Regions from separate parts of the Mus musculus genome. Here all the other regions are linked to region 1. The links are chromatin contacts, called in public Hi-C and HiChIP or PLAC-seq maps. All regions are on one chromosome and are shown on one strand. Each heading gives the region's core, a stretch centred on a gene start, on an enhancer-like site or on the middle of the called end of the contact. The rest is flanking DNA. Distances are from core to core; before and after follow the strand shown. Region 1 has its middle 28 kb from the start of Serpina3f. Region 2 has its middle 3.7 kb from the start of Gm24334. Region 3 overlaps Serpina9 (serine (or cysteine) peptidase inhibitor, clade A (alpha-1 antiproteinase, antitrypsin), member 9).

Region 1 (2,599 bases), core at 55-2,554:
AAGCACAGCTGTGGCAGCTTCAGGGCTGAAGCTGCTGGCCGCTTTTACAGCATTGGGGAAAATGTCCTCTGAGGCCAGAATGGCCAGTCAGTAGGACTTGACACTCAGATGCAGAAAAATGGGTTTGCATTTTAAGGAAGAGTATAAACCTTAGCAACTACATCCCTGGAACTTTCTCAGTTGGCTCCGGGTCAGGGATGGCTGACTAACTGCAGAGATACTTCTGTAAGGCAGGGGTTCTGTTCTTCATGCTCTTCCTGCCAGAAGCCTTAGGCAGTCTACCTGAGTTCCAGCAGCCTCAGTCGTTTCCCTGGGAAACGTGGGTTTGCTATATTTATTTCTTCTTTTATGTTCTGGTTGTAGCAACTTGAATGGCTCAAGTTCAAAGCCAAGTGCCCCTTGTTCAAGCTAAAAGTGTAGAAGACTAATAGAACCTGAACATCCTTGCATCAACATATTTGTTGATTTTGAAAATATGGGATATATATATATATATATATATATATATATATATATATATACATACACACACACATTTGTGTGTCTATATACACACACTCATATACATGTATTCACACAAGTAAATGTATGTGTGTATATATATGCAAATATATATAAACACACCTACACACATAAACATATATATATATACATATATATATGTGTGTGTGTGTGTGTGTGTGTGTGTGTGTGTGTGTGTGTGTGTGTGTGTGTGTGTGTTTGTACTCAGAGCCTGATATATACTCAGAAAACGCCCTACCACTGAATCATTCTTGAGCAGGTGTTTAGCGTGTGTCTTTTGTTTGTGAATGTGTAAGTGTGCATCCATGTGCACAGCCCTCTCTTTACTTTTTTGGTTTGACACACTGCCTCACTACACACATTGACCTACTGACCTTAAACTTGCTATCAGCTATTTCCGCCTTGGCCCAAAAGAAGGAGTGGATGAGATGACATGGAACAAGCTTCAATTTCTCCTCACAGGAAAGTGGGAAGGAGCAGCTGCAGCTGGCCAAATCTTCCTCAGCAGTCATGAGGGTGTCAGAGAGGAACTCTGTTCCCCATTCCCAAGGCGCTGGCAGAATCTGGTTCTGAGCCCTATATCATGTTGTATTCTTGTCACTATGTCCCAACAACACACACAAATGTCACTTCGATCAGCTGGTGTTTCCTCTACTGCCCAGCCCTTTCACATCCTTAAAGCTCAGAGAACCTCCCCTGAGGACTCACATTTTGATGCCTGTCTCAGCCGGTTTTCTAAATCTAGTTTTAAGCTATGTTAGTCACTGCTCAACTGATTGCATGCCCATTGATGAGTCATCCTCTCCTTCCCCATAGCTCTCCACAACCAGTAGAAGATTCTGTATGTACATGAATCTGCCTGTTCTGGGATCACATGTCTCTGGGTCACATGACACAGGCCCTACTGAGTCTGGCTTCTTTCCCTGTGAGTATATTGGCAGGCTCATACACAGGCAGCAGAAAAATGTCACCTCCCTCATTTGTCTAATGAAGTAATAGTGTGTGGCCTGAGCAAACTCTGCTCATCCATTCATCTGTTGGGGAACCCTTGAGTCACAAGCACTTTGCTGACTATGAAAAAGGATGGTGGACGCTGGCTGCAGTACCTGCCATGTCTTTGCTTCCTGTTCCTCTGAGCACCTGCCTATAGTGTGATTGCTGCATCATCCTCTCCAAAGATGCTACACCATTCTCCGTTCCTTCTGCTGCACATGAAGGCTTGGAATTCCAGCCCTGCAAGGCTGGGCCAACCAAACATCACCTAGATTGACAAGTTCTCGTCAAATGCCTCCATTTGGAAGCTGTTTCTATGATGTAGCTGCAGGGCTTCGTGTTGTGTGAGGGTAGAGGTGGCATCTAGGACATTGATGGTTATTATAACTATTGTCGGCACTATTGCTTCCTATCCCATAGTGCTGCATGGCAGACATTATCTGATTATTGGTGAGCAGACATGAAACCTTGACAATGACCTCTGTCAGGTGGTTGGGTTAAAATCTCAAGGTGTCTCTATATGTCTGAGTTTCATTAGACACAGTGGGCCATTGACAGAAGGAAGGAAGAAAAACATAATTGAGTGAGAGAGACTACACCCCTCTGCTGCCTCGATTTTTAAATTTTAAGAAATGGATGCTCAGCTTGTAGAAACCACTGAGCCATGCAGGAAGTTCCCAGGCAGTGAACCGCAGTGGACAGCAATGTTTCCAGGCTCCTATCTTTCCCCTCCACAGTGTCACCTCTACTGCACACTGGGCCTCTTCCTTTAGAGGCTTCTTTACCAAGACAATATCTGGTTGGCAAGAGGAATGCAAAATGTCAGCTCCCAAGGAATGCGGAGAAGCAAACCCAGATATCTAGGCTCTAGACTCCCTTATTGGATGGACTTTAATTTGGCAATGAGTTTCAGACCCACCACATTTAGTAGCATGAGATTTTGTCAAGCCCAGGCTCCTTAAATACTTGATTAGAGAACCAAAAGGATGGAGGGATATAGCTGAGTCATGTCACTACTCATGGACTTCACGTGGCAACCAGTTCAGAGCCTTGACTGGCAGTTAGGCACATGGTCATTGTGGGG
Region 2 (2,599 bases), core at 28-2,527, 230 kb after region 1:
TCTGGCCTCTGTGCTATTATGAGTCCCTTTATGGATGAGGAAACTGAGGCACAGAGAAGCTTAGCCATTTCCCCCGACACACAGCTAAGTTATTATGGTATTCCAAGTTTGCTGACGCCTCAGACACAGCCAACCTTCACCAAGCTGAGAAGTCTGTTGTTCCTAAGGCTTGACAGTGGTGGTGAACAGGTGGGTGATAAAACAAGACTCTGGATGCTTTCAAGACGGCACAAGGGGCCTGGGACCAGGATGTGAGCTCTGTTCTAAGGTCTAAGTATTTCTGCTCAGATGGAAGGTATCCTGGGACAGAGGCCAAGGTGCTTTCGTGTGGGCTGCTGGGTGGTGTCCAAGGAGAATCCTGGGAGCCTGGAAACAGCCAGAGGCCTGCAGGCAGAGGGAAAGCTGTCCAGGTTGGGATACATTTGAGTCTCAAGGGACCTAAGAACACACACTGACAGGTGGACCTGTGGTCAGCAGAGAATCACACTCATACACACACACACACACACACACACACACACACACACACACACACACATGATCCCTTCCCTGGCCAGCACTGAGATGCTACACCATTAAGACCTTGGATTGAGATAAGAATGGGGGCCTCTATTGAAAGCAGCCCAGTATCCCAACCATTACAATGTGCCTAAGTGTCAGTTGAGACCTTAAACTGACCACCACATGCACTCCATGGGTACTGACATGATCCAGCTATATCCCTCCATCCTTTCTGCTCTCAGACCAGGTGTCTAAGGAGCCTGGTGCTGAATGCATCTAATGCTGCCTGTGAGATGAGCTGGGTCTGGAACCTGTGGCCAAAGTCTGAATCTACCTCTCATGCGAGTCTAAAACCTAGATATTAGGGTGTACTTCTCCTCATTCCCTAGGGGCAGAGTGGTCCCCTGTCTCTTGGCCAGTAAATTGCCTTGGTGATGAACCCTCTACAGCACTGTCCTTCTAGGTGATGTGTGGTTGTCACAGCCTAGGAGAGCTAGAATTCCAAGCCTTCCTATGCAGCAGTAGGAATTGGAGAATGGTGCATCGTCCTTGGAGAGGTTGATGCAGCAATCTCACTCTAGGCAGGTACTCAGAGGAACAGGAAGCAAGGACATGGCAGGCACTGCAGCCAGCGTCCACCATGCTTCTCATAGCTGGCAAAGGGCTTGTGAATCAAGGGTCCCCCAACAGATGCATGAATGAGCAGAGTTTGCTCAGGCCACACACTATTACTACATTAGACAAATGAGGGCGGTGCCATTTCCTACACTCTGTGTGTGAGCCTGCCAATATGCTCACAGGGAAAGAAGCCAGACACAGTAGGGCCTGTGTGATGTGAGTCACAGACATGTGATATCCAGAACAGGAGGATTCGTGAGTATAAAGGATGTTCTAACGGTTGTCAGGAGCTAAGGGGAGGAGGGAGGGGATGACTCATCAATGGGCATGCAATCTGTTGAGCAGTGACTAACATAGCTTAAAACTAGACACTGGAAAACCTTCCTAGGCAGGAATGAAATGTGAGACCTGAGGGAGGTTCTCTGAGCTTTAAGGATGTGAAAGGGCTGGGCAGCAGAGGAAAGGCCCAGCTGCAGGGGAACTTTTGTCAAAGATGGAGTCGCAGACACCAGGCTCTGCCCAGAGTCTGTGGGGGTGGGGAGTAGAGCTCCTCTCTGTCACCTCCAGGCCTGCTGAGGAGGACTTGGCCAGCTGCAATCCCTCCTTGCCACTTCCCTGGCTTTGTCCTTTCACAGCGAGGAGAAATAGAAGCACATTTTAGTATCCTTTGGAACATTCCACCTTCTGGGGCCAAGGAGGAAAAATCTGACAGGGAGTTTAAGGTCAGTAGGGCAACCTAGTGAGGCGCTGCAGCAAAACAAAAATGTAAGAAGAGGGTTGTGCACACGTGTACACACATACACATTCACAAACACACAGACACACATTACACACCTGCTCAGGAATGACTCAGTGCTAGGGCATTTTCTATGTACCAGGTTCTGAGTTCAAATTCCAGTGTTCTCCCCAAAAGAAAAACCCATCTATGAAGACTGTGGATGTAATTAGTGACAGTTTTACTGTGGTCCAGGGTCACCATTTTGGCTTTTCTGTCACTGACAAGCAGCTTGAGGGATTTTATTGTTTGAGGAAAGGGCTGTGTATAGACACCTAACCCACCCAGCTCCCTTCATCTGACAGCTGTGCCACACTGAGAGCTCCCAGAACTATATGGGGGAGAAGAGGAAAAAAATTCTTGTTTGTTTGTTTGTTTGTTTGTTTGTTTGTTTGGATTTTGGGAACCTTTTGTTGTTGTTGGTGGTGGTGGTGGTTGTTGTTGTTGTTGTTGTTGTTGTTGTTGTTGTTGTTGTTTGAGACATGGTTTCTCTGCATAACTCTGGCTGTCCTGGAACTCACTCTGTAAACCAGGCTGGCTTCAAAGAGATGCCTCTGCCTCTGCCTCTGCCTCTGCCTCTGCCTCTGCCTCTGCCTCTGCCTCTGCCTCTGCCTCTGCCTCTGCCTCTGCCTCTGCCTCTGCCTCTGCCTCTGCCTCTGCCTCTGCCTCTGCCTCTGCCTCTGCCTCTGCCTCTGCCTCTGCCTC
Region 3 (2,599 bases), core at 40-2,539, 180 kb before region 1:
TATAAAAACTCAATTTTCCATAAAAACCACGATAACTAGCTTTGCAAGGCCCAGACTTTGATCCCAAACCCATACATGTATACTTACTACAAATACCACACCATATATCCCCCAACACACACATATGTACATAATATACATCTCACATACACACATACCTATAACATACATACACCACGCACAAACCCTTTACACACACACCGTACCATACACACACTCTATACCACACATAACACACACATACACATATATATATGTATGTGTGTGTGTATGTGTACATATATGTATATATGTATACATAACACATGTTCACACCATACTTTACACTACACATAGAGAAGGAGAGAGAGAGACAAACATGTGTATCACATATATCACACATTCACTCCTCGCATATACATAACACACATACACTACTTACATATACATACCATACACATATACCACCTGCACACACAAACACATAAACACATACCATATATGTACTTGCATACCCACTCAAATATACCATACATACCACATATCCCCACTACTACATGGACTTTCACACACACAACATACTATGTATACCCCCACAGACCATATACACTTGCAAATATACAATAAATATTACACCACATATGCACACACACACACCAAACACTACACTCACACCATACACACACTTGCATACATATAAACACACACACACACACATACACATTCCTGCCAACAGTGGTCAAAATCAATTCCTTTAGAACTCTGAAAATCCTCAGATTCTTACAGCTGAGAAACAAGATATTAAAGAAAATAAACTGGGTCTCGTTAGAAGTGGTAAAGTTTGTGGCATTCCAACAGGCTTGAGTACCACACCTCATTCTTCCTTCTGTATGGTCTTGGAAAATCACAGCCCACATTTGCAGTGATATCCAGATGGGGCTGGAATACTCTAAAGACTCATTCTCAGGCCATACATAGTGGCTCACACTTGCAATACCAGAACACGGGAGGCCAAGCCTGGAAGATTGTGAGTTTGAGGCTATCTTAGGCTACACAGAGAAAGCATATCTCAAAACAAAAATAGTCCTAGACTCATTCTCAAGGAATTGTCTTTATCTGACCTGCCTCCTGCAACACCAGGAGAATGACTTATAAAAGCCGCCAGTATTTAATCTGACTTGGGGTTCAGCCAAGGCAAATATCATCTCCCCGAGGACATTTGCCAAGACAAGCAGGCGGAACTCTGAAACACCTCCAGCAATGCATAACAGTCAAGACAAATAATGCACTAACCGCACTGCTTAGGAGGGCAAACAGAAAACAGGAGGAAGGTTCTGTCAGCAAAATTGACCAAGCAAGTCCCTCTGCATAGCCACCCTTCTCTAAACATGGTCCCAGTCAGCCGTGGTGACCCAAGGAGAGGCCATTCAAGGCAAATGGCTGAGTCGTAATGGGGAGTCTCCCCTCACAACCGATTGAAGTACACTCGGTGCCTACTGTCTTCTACCCAGAGGTGTGGGAGTGTATTTCATATGCAACGAGTGTCCTCACTTCCTGGCTGGAGGATGGGTAAGAGATAAGATGGCAGAGAGATAAACAAATAAATAGCTAAAGAATCAAATGTTTACAGGAGATTTGGAAACCTCCCCCATATCTCAACACAAAGAGGCCCCAGACATGAGTAAAGCTGTAGGCAGCTTGGAAACTATCTGGGCGATTCAGAGCTCTCACTGACAGCTGGCCTGGGGGGTGCACAGACAGAAAATAAAGGGTGAGTCAAAATTACAGACTTCGAGCAGAGTGTGGATGGCAAGTCATAATACACACAGTGATCCTCTACAAATATTGGGAGATCTGCCAGCTAAGAAGACGTCTGTGACTTTAAAGAATCCATTCTGAAGAAACAGGAAGCTACAGGTTGCTCCAATGAACAGCAACGACTAATCCTCTGAAGGGGAAGTAGTTCATGTCTAGAATAGATTTACATTATTAACAACATACCAAGGGTCTAGAGAGATGGCTCTAAGGTTAGGAACTCTCACTGCTCTTACAGAGGACTCAGTTCAGCTCCCAGATTACAACTGCCTGTAGCTCCAGTTCCAGGGGATCTGATGTCCTCTTCCATAGGCAGCCATAAATACACAACACACGATACACATGTGCTTACACACAGCTAAAATAAATAATTTAAATGTTTTAAAGAAAGCAAACAAAAAAAATCGATATGAAAAGAAACAAGAAAATATGCCCCCAAACTTTAGGGGGTGGGGAGCACGTGTTCCTCAGGAGAGCCAGATATGGGCCTCATTAATCAAACGTGTCAAAGCAGCTATTTTGAACATCCTCAAGGAGCTTTTAAAAAAAACTGTATTTAATAAGCTTTTGCTTGCAGTTAGAAAAATGATTCGAAGTCATCGAGTAGAATTGGAAGATATGGTAGCAGAAATGAAAGTTTCACTTGAGAGACTCAGCAGCAGATGAGAGCTAACAGAAGACAATAAACACTGAGCTAGAAAATGTATTGATAAGTCTGTAATATGAGGAGTACTGAGACAAAGATGGAGGAAGATGAAAAGCTGGGATATACCCTCAGGCAGAGCAATACACACATGGTGGAACT

Evidence for each region. Hi-C and Micro-C count contacts between places; a contact is called where the count stands out from the background. HiChIP or PLAC-seq counts read pairs in DNA pulled down with a chosen protein or histone mark.
Region 2: a contact with region 1 is called in an H3K27ac HiChIP or PLAC-seq map of trophoblast stem cells, with 7 times the contacts expected there. The contact joins two enhancer-like sites. A contact is called at or near these places in 17 of 39 promoter capture datasets (the 3T3-L1 cell line, 3T3-L1-derived adipocytes, the HPC-7 cell line and 7 more), 2 of 15 datasets of contacts at CTCF or cohesin (embryonic stem cells and large pre-B cells), 14 of 484 Hi-C or Micro-C datasets (the C2C12 cell line, the G1E-ER4 cell line, bone marrow-derived macrophages and 6 more), 5 of 115 datasets of contacts at active chromatin or transcription factors (bone marrow-derived macrophages, cardiomyocytes, embryonic stem cells and 1 more) and 3 of 9 other capture datasets (adipose tissue, embryonic stem cells and macrophages).
Region 3: a Hi-C map of adipose-derived mesenchymal stem cells shows a contact between it and region 1, with 1.8 times the contacts expected there. The contact joins two enhancer-like sites. A contact is called at or near these places in 2 of 39 promoter capture datasets (the 3T3-L1 cell line and hippocampal neurons), 10 of 484 Hi-C or Micro-C datasets (adipose-derived mesenchymal stem cells, cardiomyocytes, cortical neurons and 7 more) and 1 of 9 other capture datasets (embryonic stem cells).

The regions. Positions count from the first base shown.
Region 1 is chr12:104,185,092-104,187,690 of GRCm38.p6, forward strand. No RefSeq gene overlaps it. Among named protein-coding and RNA genes, the nearest start is that of Serpina3f, 28 kb to the right of the region's middle. Within about 2 kb of position 1,305, at least 38 of the 459 cell types and tissues checked have an H3K27ac peak or open chromatin away from gene starts, as enhancers often do. A contact at or near this core is called in adipose-derived mesenchymal stem cells, bone marrow-derived macrophages and trophoblast stem cells, where this site is marked.
Region 2 is chr12:104,414,429-104,417,027 of GRCm38.p6, forward strand. No RefSeq gene overlaps it. Among named protein-coding and RNA genes, the nearest start is that of Gm24334, 3.7 kb to the right of the region's middle. Within about 2 kb of position 1,278, at least 100 of the 459 cell types and tissues checked have an H3K27ac peak or open chromatin away from gene starts, as enhancers often do. A contact at or near this core is called in bone marrow-derived macrophages and trophoblast stem cells, where this site is marked.
Region 3 is chr12:104,001,627-104,004,225 of GRCm38.p6, forward strand. All of the region lies in intron 2 of Serpina9 (serine (or cysteine) peptidase inhibitor, clade A (alpha-1 antiproteinase, antitrypsin), member 9), which reads right to left. Among named protein-coding and RNA genes, the nearest start is that of Serpina9, 11 kb to the right of the region's middle. Within about 2 kb of position 1,290, at least 88 of the 459 cell types and tissues checked have an H3K27ac peak or open chromatin away from gene starts, as enhancers often do. A contact at or near this core is called in adipose-derived mesenchymal stem cells, where this site is marked.